2 separate regions of the Zea mays genome follow, and region 2 is linked to region 1. The links are chromatin contacts, called in public Hi-C maps. All regions are on one chromosome and are shown on one strand. Each heading gives the region's core, a stretch centred on a gene start, on an enhancer-like site or on the middle of the called end of the contact. The rest is flanking DNA. Distances are from core to core; before and after follow the strand shown.

Region 1 (5,321 bases), core at 741-3,240:
ATCAAATATATATTTGTGCCTAGTTACGTAAGGCCCGAGCAGTGGCGGCCCTGAGGGTGGGGCGAAGGGGCCGTCGGCCCGGGTCCCCAATTATATAGGCCCCGAACTTAGTTATACATTAAGTAATTAGACTATCAGACATAATAGCTTAATAGTGAAATGTCCAATAATTAGCAGCCACGAAGCGTTCACAACCCGGTCGTATTTAAACATGTTAAAATTACTTTTAAGATAATACTATAATATGTATCTTTTTATTTATTTGTTGCTTGATATGAATATTTTTAGATGTGTCTTGAGTTTATATATTGGTACCATTTATATGATAATAGTTTGATGAGCCTCTATTTTAAATTTACCCTGGGCCCCTAAAACCTCCGGTCCGCCGCTGGGCCCGAGGAGTGTCTGACCCATGGTTGCTCCCAGTTTCTGCAACAACCTTGGCTCAGCAGAAGCATCCATGGCGGCGCGATCCCACTTCTTGTTGATTTTCCTCAAGTCCAACTTGACGTCCTCCAATGCGGTGTCCATCTTGACGCGCCATGCCTTCCAAGCTTTCGACAACCACCTCGACCGCTCTAAGGCGTTCCTCCTTGGCGTCGGCGAACGCCGAGAAAACGCTTCTCCCACTCGAGATCCATAGCCGAGAACCGCTTCTCCAACTCATCAAGAATCAACTTCGTGTTGGCATCCATCTCCACTAGTACACAGAAGCTCTATAGTGTAGATTCTTGAAATAGAATTCAGTTACAAGTTTGATACCGTCCTTCTCCCCGGTAGATTGACTTGCCACAAAGGACACAACTCACGCCAAACTGCCGCACCCGATGTCGTCCACTGCCTCGACCTCCTTACGTCGTCCATTATGGACCTGAAAGCCGCATATTCCTCTTTCTGGTTCTGCCTTCCCTTAGGCCTTGTTCGTTTGTGCCGAATTGATGGGTCAGAACGATTACTAACCGGATTGTTTCTCTAATTTATATAAACTTTGATTAGCTGAAACGATTTCGGGTACAATCCGACAGAAACGAACAAGGCCTTATTTGCCCACGAGTACTCTCGTCCTTGTCTTCATAGCGCACTTCTTCGGTTTCAGTTGGCTCAGCTGGTACTAGGTTGCTAACATGCTCCAGCCATGCTCACGTTGGGTGACTTGGATAGTTGCTTGGATCCTGCTGCCTGCGACCGGCCGGCCTACCGCGTCGTCGTCATGGGAGCGTTCGTTCGTTCAATTTACAAGGATGAATCGGAGTCGGAGCATTTGCAGACAGAAAACATTCGCTCTCCAGAGTCTCAACGGTCTTTGACAGCGAGAACCGAAGCTGCTGCTGTGCTAATCACCCACCCGGCTCCGTCGGTTAACGGTCGCCGCGGTTAGCAGCGCGTGACTGTATATCTGGTTCCTTCCAGATGGGCGATGGATCTGACGTGGCACGTTACTACGGTTTCTTTAGCTTTTATTGCTGTTTCCTCTCACGATTTCAGACCTTGTATTAAATGACGTATGGTCGTCCTGTTGTAAGCTATCAAAACATGATTGCCGAGGCGGGATTTTCATCCTTGATCTAAAATAAAAAAAAATGGAACATCGTTGGATGCCTTCTACGTTCTACTTCTACTTTACCTATGTGATCGAGTGCTAGTTACTGCTTTTTCACACCCCTGATCGATTTCCTTTTCTTGAACGCAAAACTCTGATAGATTTCACGTCGCTTATAACTTCTTCTTTTGCAATTTACTATACATATGTACTAGTCTTCTAGGGACCACAATAAAAAAACACGAACCAAATTTCTTTTCAAGACGAAGGTTAAAAACTTTTACAATTAAACATTCCTATAAACAGACCTTGGCAGATTTCAGTCCATCTACTCATGCACCATCTTTTCAGGCCGAAGCCCGGGATCATTCTTTGGGCCTTTCAAACGTCTGGCTCGGCCCATAGATTCCCCTTCCTTTCAAATGCTAGCGTGTTTCGTGCCACGTTGCCACTGCGCAGCCAATCAGACGCATGAAAACTGCCTTCCCTCGCTAGTCAACCCAAACCCGTCGGTTCCGATTCCGACCTCCAAGCCCGCGGGGACATCGCGAAACGAAATGGGTGGCGCTAGCGTCGATGTCGATGGGGCGGCGGAGGCGTCCTCGCCTCTCCTCTTGCCCCGCTCCGCTCCACGCCCCGCGGTGTCGGCGGAGGTGACAAGGCAGGTGGGGCTCGCGGCGCCGCTGGTGGCGTGCAGCCTGCTGCAGTACTGCCTGCAAGTGGTCTCCGTCATGTTCGCCGGGCACCTAGGGGAGCTCTCCCTCTCCGGCGCCTCCGTTGCCGCGTCCTTCGCCAACGTCACCGGATTCAGCGTCCTGGTACGTGCAGTTCAGTGATAACTGGTAACCTCGCTTCGCTCAGCCGTTTGTGCACCTCGATATTGTACTAGTGCTCTTGAGAGCAGAGGGGGAATGCGGATCGGAACAAGTACGCTCTAGGAGCTGGTTGTTTAAGAAATTTATATCCAAAAATCAGTACGAATTTTTTGAATGCCTTCGCGTTACTCCAATTAAGAGGAGGTGTATGAGTTTTGACTTATTGCCCAGTGTCCAGTTATGCTATACTGCGTTGTGCTACCAAGTAAATTAATTTGGAACTCGTGCTCCTTTTTCCGTGTCAAGCTGGGCATGGGAAGCGCGTTGGATACGTTCTGTGGACAATCATACGGAGCAAGACAATATGACATGCTGGGGACACACACGCAAAGGGCGATAATTGTTCTTATGTTCACGGGTCTTCCTCTGGCCTTTGTTTTGGCCTTCACTGGTCAAATCCTTATCGCTCTTGGTCAAAACCCTGAGATATCATTCGAAGCTGGATTGTACGCTCAGTGGTTGATTCCTGGCCTGTTCGCGTATGGTTTGCTTCAGTGCCTTACCAGGTTCCTGCAGGCCCAAAACATTGTCCACATATTGGTAGCTTGCTCTGGACTTACCTTGCTACTTCATGTTATGCTATGCTGGTTGCTGGTTCAAAGTTTCGGCCTTGGCCACAAAGGCGCTGCTCTGGCAACCTCAGTATCTTACTGGTTCAATGTGGCACTGCTAGCTGTGTATGTGAAATTCTCTGAAGCTGGCAGAAGAAGTTGGCATGGATGGTCAGGGGAGGCACTAAAATTGAAGGATGCCAAAGTGTATCTAAAGCTAGCAATCCCATCTACATTTATGACCTGGTAAGCCTGATATGGGGCACCATCACCATGTATAAAACTTGTATTTCGACAAGTCTTGGATGTTAACTTTATGGTTTAGCAAAGAAATAATGTGTACCTTTATCTTCTTTCTGCATGGAACTGGTAATTTGGCGTGCAAGATAGCTCAGCTTGGAGTATTGGGCATTTGAGATGGTGGTTCTCCTAGCGGGATTTCTTCCAGATCCAAAACTGGAAACTTCAATTTTGTCAGTCAGGTAAGCAAACGAAACATGGATTGCCTCCTACCTTTCAGTAATCGTAAGTTCTATTAAACTGATCAATCTTTTCGATCTGATGTTGTTCTGTAACATGGCTGATCACTGTGCAGTTGCATTAATTTTCTTCCTCATGTCTTGAGATAGTTGTGTCTTGTTCATCAACCATGCACTAGTAATGATGTTTCAAGTGTTTGATGTGAAGTAACTTTGACTCTTTTGAAGCCTAAACACAATGTGGATGGTCTATACAATTCCAAGTGGCCTAAGCAGTGCAATAAGGTCAGAGGAGCATAAATTCATAGTGCCCCTCCTTCTCATTCTGGGTTTTTGTGATAAAAGAGACTTGCGCTTAACTACTTTTGGTCCATGGTTCTTGTTTCTTTGCAGTATTAGAGTGTCCAATGAACTAGGTGCTGGGAACCCACATGCAGCACGCCTATCAGTTTATGTTTCAGGGATCATGTGCCTAGCTGAGGGTCTTTTTTTCGCTGTCATCACAGTATTAGTGCGAGATGTCTGGGGTTATTTGTACAGCAATGAGGAAGAGGTCGTGAAGCATGTATCGATTATGATGCCAATTCTTGCTACTTCTGACTTCATGGATGGAATACAATGCACACTATCAGGTTTGGGATAATTGCATTGTCTAGTATGCAGCATTTGCATCACATTGTGCTTCTGCTTCCTGTTTATAAATCCATATACAGATACTGTAATCTGAATGTCATTATTGTAAAGTTGCTTAGTTTTATTTGTTTGATCACTTGGTCAGTTGGCCTTGGTGCTTGTTTGCCTGCCTCATTATGGTGCCATAGGTACATGTAGACTAATTATCTCTGCTATGCCGCCTGGGCAGGTTTATGTAAAAAATGATCACATATCCAGCATGCACGATGCTCTCATAAGTCATAAGAGGAAAAAATCCAATGTGTTTGGTATTGCACGCTACAAGAGGGTTTCACCAGTAAGCCATACAGTCCAAATTAGGATTATTGCTGTTCCAAGCCTATTGTTTTTATTAGGTATCATTAATTCCTTTACCAAAGAAGAGTGGCACAAGTATTATGCACAAGAGTGGTAGTTCCTGAATCAGACTTGTCAGTGGTTTTATCGTGACACTTCGTAATCATAATATCAGTAATCCTTTGCCTAACTGATTTTGGCTGATATATGTTCATTATCTGCCTGATGCTTTTAAGGGGCGGCTCGAGGATGCGGCTGGCAGAAAGTATGCTCGGTTATCAATCTGTTTGCTTACTATGCTATTGGTCTCCCTTCAGCTGTTACTTTTGCATTTGTTCTGAAGATTGGTGGTAAGGTAGGTTGGATTATGTTTTATTTTTATGTAATTATGATAAGATATATATTGATATGTGTTCCCCTCATGTGCCAGGGCCTTTGGTTGGGAATCATATGTGCTATGGCAGTGCAAATATTTGCTCTGGTCGTCATGATGCTTCAAACCAACTGGAATGAAGAGGTACACCCTTAAACTTCTTATGCTACAATCAACAGAATGCATGCTCTCTAGTTTCTACTGATGGAATTGGATTGTACTAGTTGTGAGAGGGAGCAGTCTGGGCAAGAACTGTACACATGGAGCAGGTTTGCATCAATGGGGAACAGAATATGGCATTAATATCTATAGATTGCTGGGATTTCTTCTCTATCTAAGAAATAGTATTGCAATTATTTTCTCTAACTTACTTTTCAAAAACAAATCCATGGCAATCAGTAGTCATACACACACATTCCTTGGCATGATAAGGAGGCCTATTTAGAACAAATTTGTTGAATAAATATTGCAATACCCTCACTCTACTCAGGACAGGCCTACAAGTGCATACCATTTTGCTTCAATTAAGGTGGA
Region 2 (5,272 bases), core at 1,655-4,154, 140 kb after region 1:
TTGAACCGCATGATCACTGGTTTCATTCGAGATGGTACCAGCAACCGAGCACTTGTAGTTTACAAGTGGATGGTTGCTTCAGGCCTGAGAGAGACCCCTCACACCTTCTCTGCAGTTCTCGGTGCGTGCAACAGCTGCGAGGGGCTGCAACTGCATGGCCGGGTACTGGCATTGGGCCTGCGCTCCAACCCGTTCGTCATGTCTGCGTTGGTCAACCTGTATATGCGCGTTGAAACACCTTGTGCTGCCCTCCTGCTGTATGACGAGATGCCATTGCAGAGCACAGCCATGTCCAACGCTGTTCTGGGTGGCTTGTGCAACCTGAAGTTGGCCGAGGACCTCTTCCGATCTTTGCTAGACATGAGACGGCGTGGTCTGGAGTTGAATGGCCTTTCCTACTGCTACGCGATGAAAGCATGCTACCAAGATGAGGACTGGCTGGAACAAGGCAGGCAGCTGCACGGAGTGGTTCTCAAGGCAGGGTGGGTTCCGTCGAACATTTTCCTGTCGAACTCGCTTGTGGATCTCTACGCAGCAACCGGAGACTTGGTGGACGCTAAGAGTTCTCTCGATGACATCCCTTCTGAGGACGTCATCTCGTGGAACTCCATCGTCTCTGTCTGCGCGAGCAAAGGGCGTACGAAGGAAGCAACTGGTTACTTGAGGCAGATGCTTTGGCACGGCAAGACGCCCTCAGTCCGCTCCTTTGTTGGGCTCTTCGCCTTATCTGGTCAGACCGGACACCTCCAAGTTGGGGTTCAGATGCACGGTATCGCTCTTAAGCTCGGGTTCAGCTGGAGCAGCGCGCACGTCCAGACTGCACTCATTAGCATGTATGGGAACTGCTGCCATTTTGATTGTTGCTTGGCAATCTTCAACGAAACCCCAAGCCTTGCACTGGAGTGCTATAATGCAATGATCACGTCATCAATTGGCTGCAAGGTTTTCCACTCCGCGCTGGAGGTCTTGTACTGTATGGTTGTCGAGGGAGTTATGCCTGACAACGTGACGCTATCTGCGACCATGAAGGCCATATCTTTGTCAGCTTCGCCGAGTCTAATCAGCTGCCAGATGCTGCATTCCTGGGTCTTCAAGCTGGGCTTCGAAGCGGACATGGTTGTGTGCTCCTCCTTGATCAGCGCATACGCTCGAGCCGGTCAGGTGCACAGCTCCCGCTCGGTGTTCGAAAGCCTGCGGAGCCCAAACGTCGTCTGCTTCACTTCGATGATATCTGCGTGCGCGCGACACGGAGATGGCGCAAAAGGAGTGGAGCTGCTCAGGGAGATGGTTTGTAGGGGGCTCAAACCTGATGACGTCACCTTCCTGTGCGCGATCACTGGATGTGATCAGGCAGGACTGATTGAGGAAGGCAGGCTGGTGTTTGAGTTTATGAGAGCGACCCGCGAGCTGGGCCCTGACGAGAGGCACTTGGCCTGCATGGTTAACCTTCTCGGCCGAGACGGGTTTGTGGAGGAGGCGATGAAGGTGATGATGGAGCAGCACTCGCCGCTGCGGCACTACACCAAGGCGTGGAGCTCGCTCGTCCAGAGTTGCAAGGCACATGGCGAAGACGCGCTGGGAAGGAGAGCGGCAGATACGCTGGTAGACATGGGACGAGAGGACGCGGCCACCAGCTTGCAGGTGTCGAGATACTTCTACGAGATTGGGGACGGCGAGAATGTCTCGAGGATTAAAGGCATGGCAAGTGGGCAACGGGTGAAGGAGATCAGCGGTCGCAGCTCGGTCGAGATCGGCCACGGAATAATCTAGCAGCCGAGGTTAAAGAACGGTATGGATTGTTCAATTCCGTAGTTGGCTGGCTGGTTGGTTGGTTCACAATGTTTAATATACAACTGATGGTCTGAACGGATGGGAGATAGGAAATACCAAAGTAGAATCTCTTTAGGTGGATCGGGGAATTGTTGTGTTTAGTACTCATCAATATGTGATTATCGAAGCTTCACAACTTGAACATGATAACAATTTCTGGTGAAAACAATCGAGTTCCAATTCAACCACATACTGCTTGGTTGGTTGGTTCACAAAGTTTGAGCTGGTACTGGCAACCTACGCATCGCAGGAGGAAAGGCCATGCTGCCAGCGTACTAGGTCTGGGGCACAAGCTCTCCTTGCTCCAGATCTGAATCTTGGGCAAGGCACATGTTGTCTGTGCAGGCAGGCTGGTCTCATTCGTCTTTCCTATCGTCTTTTCGGACACTGCTTGCTCTCACAATCTGGGGCCCGTCGAATGTCTCTGCACTTGGCAGCAACAGGATGGTGCCCCTCCTCCCTGTACTGTACTTACGTGGATGCGAAGTGCAACTGTGCAGTGCAGTTTCCTGAAAGCGGAAAAGGCCAAACCGGGTGGTGCAAATGTGTAAACAGAGTGTAGTTTGAAACAAGGAGTCAAATATGTGTTAGGGCAGTGATGCTGTTGGAGATAAACTTAAGCATGCAGTATAGATATACGATGATGCTGATGGTGGTGCGTCTTTGTATATTTTATTTTATTTGTGCTCCCCACCACCACCACCATCACACACCTACCTACCACCAGTTGCCATCCATCCAATCATGCAGTGACACTAATAGCTGTTATACAAAGACGAAAACACACTCTGTTCCTGTTAGTTACTTGGTAAACTGAAGTTGGGTTTAGGACTCTGAGCTGGGCTGGTACAGTGACATGATAAACCACCAGTAAATGGCCTGAAATGAAAAGACAGACAGCGCATGGATACCCAACTGTGTGGCACAAACAAGCAGTGAAACAATGTGAATCAGGAAACAAAAGAGAAGAAAAGAAAATAAAGGAGAAAGATTCAGTGGTGGTGCTGGGTGCGGGGTGTATCAAATATTTCCCTGAGCCCCGGATAACCGGATTCCAGAGCGGCGGCCTGCGACAGGAACAGTGGGTGGGGCCGGGAGCGCCTCTCGCTCTCCACTACCAGTCCACCACCTCGCTCGCAGCTCTTTCCTCCTCCTTTTCCTTCCTTTTTTCTTTTTTTCCCAGCCCACCTCGCTCGCTCCCTTCCCTTCCCAGTGGAAGTGGATTGGTTGATTGATCGCACAGAGCTCGCCTCACATCCACACAGCCCGAGCTGCTGCCCGCCCACCCGCCTGTAGCTCCCCTCCTCACGGAGCAGGCAGGCAGGCAGGCTGGGATTCCCGTCGAAGCAGGGCAGGTACGGCACGGCCCGCCCGGTTGAATCCCTCGGCCTCCCTCCGCGGGGGCTAATTTGTCTCGCTCGTTCCCGTCTCTACTGCTGCTGCAGGAGCTAGGGCGGGTGGAGGAGCCTTTGCCCGGGAACGAGGAGAGGAGGTGGCAGTGGCACCCCGCGGCTAGGGCAGCGAGAGAGGGGCGAAGAGGAAGGCGGCGGGCGCGTCCGCCATGGCTAGCGAGGAAGTACTCCACAAGGCCGGTCTCGCTACTCTCGCCTCTACTTCTACTCCGTCGCCTTTGCCGCTGCATCCATTCCCAGTCTACCCCGCGCGGGCTCCCTCGCCTACCTACCAGCTTTAATTGTCGCTTCGCGCGGATTTAATTGTCGCTGCTCCTTGCGGTTTTGCTTTGCTCCGGGGCCTTGCTGCTGCCTGCTGGTACCGTACCGACTCCGCGTCAAGGAACATGCTGCTTTCGGGCCCCATGTTCAAATTGCTAACCTAGGGTTTGGGTGGAACACCAAGGGTCTAGACAGACATCTAGAAGAGTTTGTGTATGCTTATTTTGATGGATTGGTAAGATTTGCTAACCTAGGGTTTCAGCGAATCCTGTATTCTGCCAACTTTTTCCTCAGTATGGAGCGAATTGTACCTAAAAGAGTTTGTGGATGCTTATTTTGATGGATTGATAAGATGGCTCATCTGACTCCGCCTGCTAATTCCTGTTGCACAGGTCCAGAATCTTATAGAGCGCTGCCTTCAGATGTACATGAACAAGAAAGAAGTGGTTGATGCCCTCTCCCACCACTCCAGGATAGAGCCTTGTATCACTGAACTTGGTAACGCTCACTGTTCGTTCTCTCCTCTTCCTCTCGTCCAGCCAGACGACTCATTCCTCTTGCTTGCAAGTCGGTCCGAAGTTAATTCATATACAGATCTTATTCTACCATTGGTCCAATGTTACATCTGTGATTCTGTACTATGATGCAATGCAGATATAATGCTTTACAACAATAACTGAGCCTTTTTAGTCTCCGTACAATGTTTGAAGTAAACAATTCTCTTTGCCCGTGTATCAATTGTGTTGTCTTATGTGTTCGACAACCAAATATGGCTTGCGTGTGTGGGTCCTGCGCCAAGCATTAATCGCCGGTCGGCTCTGTTTTTATTTGGTTAGAGAGATTCGAGATCTGATTGGTGTGCTTTTCATAAGCCACACGATCTCCTCAACCCTATATATGTACACTAGGTCTATCAATCAATCAATCTATTAATTTCACACAATCTCATCCTATTTCTGTATGTTTCCCCAAAATCTACTTATTCAGTGGCAAACATGTATTCTAGAAATCTTAATTGGTTCCTTCTAATATTCTCATATACTAGGAGTCTAGGATAATGAAAAGCGCTATCATGTGTAAAAAATGTTTGGACCCAACGTCCTACCTTAATGACAAACTAGATAAGCTGGCTCACTAAGTTCTAGTTCCACATCCCCTTTTTTGGAAAATTTATTTTGCAGTTTATCATATTGAAATTGAATCTGCGCTTCTGCTCTCCACAAAGACGCCAACAAAAAGTATGGCAGTGAAAAAATAGCTTATGAAGTTTCACTGATTCTCTCAAAATGGCTCACCTACAGCCTTGCATTCTGTAGTTTTTTTTGTGTTATAGAAATCCCTTATGGTTGCAGGCTAATTGGCACTTTTTTCTCTCTCTGTCCTTTTCAGTTTGGCAACAACTTGAGCAACAGAATCCTCTGTTTTTCAAAGCATACGATATGAGGCTAATGCTTAAGAATCAAATAATGGTCTTCAACAGGCTTCTCCAGGATCAGTTCGAGATTATGAATAAAGAGTTTTCTTCAGGGATCCCTTCTATGTCTCTTCCTAATGACTCTAATTCCAACCTATGTAAGACCTTTCTTTCCAGCCTTATCATGGGCAGGGATTGCTCATAATTATTTAACTTAGTGTTCTGATTTGCCTTCCGGAGTGAAGTGCTGTAACAATCTGATGGAATATAAGGCGTACATGTTACTTTGCAAAGTGATTTAACCATTGTATAAGTTCAACAAATCTGGCATTCATTCGGTTGAAGTTTTGTTTTT

Evidence for each region. A called contact is a pair of places that touch in the nucleus more often than the background predicts.
Region 2: a Hi-C map of leaf shows a contact between it and region 1, with 2.6 times the contacts expected there. The contact joins the promoter of LOC100282858 here to the promoter of LOC100278502 in region 1. A contact is called at or near these places in 5 of 25 Hi-C or Micro-C datasets (bundle sheath, ear, endosperm and 2 more).

What each region holds. Positions count from the first base shown.
Region 1 is chr6:95,490,892-95,496,212 of Zm-B73-REFERENCE-NAM-5.0, forward strand. It overlaps LOC100278502 (putative MATE efflux family protein), which reads left to right and starts at 1,991. Exons shown (of 8, transcript NM_001349988.1): 1 at 1,991-2,358; 2 at 2,662-3,212; 3 at 3,362-3,448; 4 at 3,674-3,730; 5 at 3,839-4,077; 6 at 4,651-4,769; 7 at 4,845-4,931. The coding sequence starts at 2,098.
Region 2 is chr6:95,633,163-95,638,434 of Zm-B73-REFERENCE-NAM-5.0, forward strand. LOC100282858 (plant-specific domain TIGR01589 family protein) reads left to right here and starts at 2,905. Exons shown (of 6, transcript NM_001412200.1): 1 at 2,905-3,185; 2 at 3,276-3,418; 3 at 3,896-4,001; 4 at 4,893-5,075. The coding sequence starts at 3,392.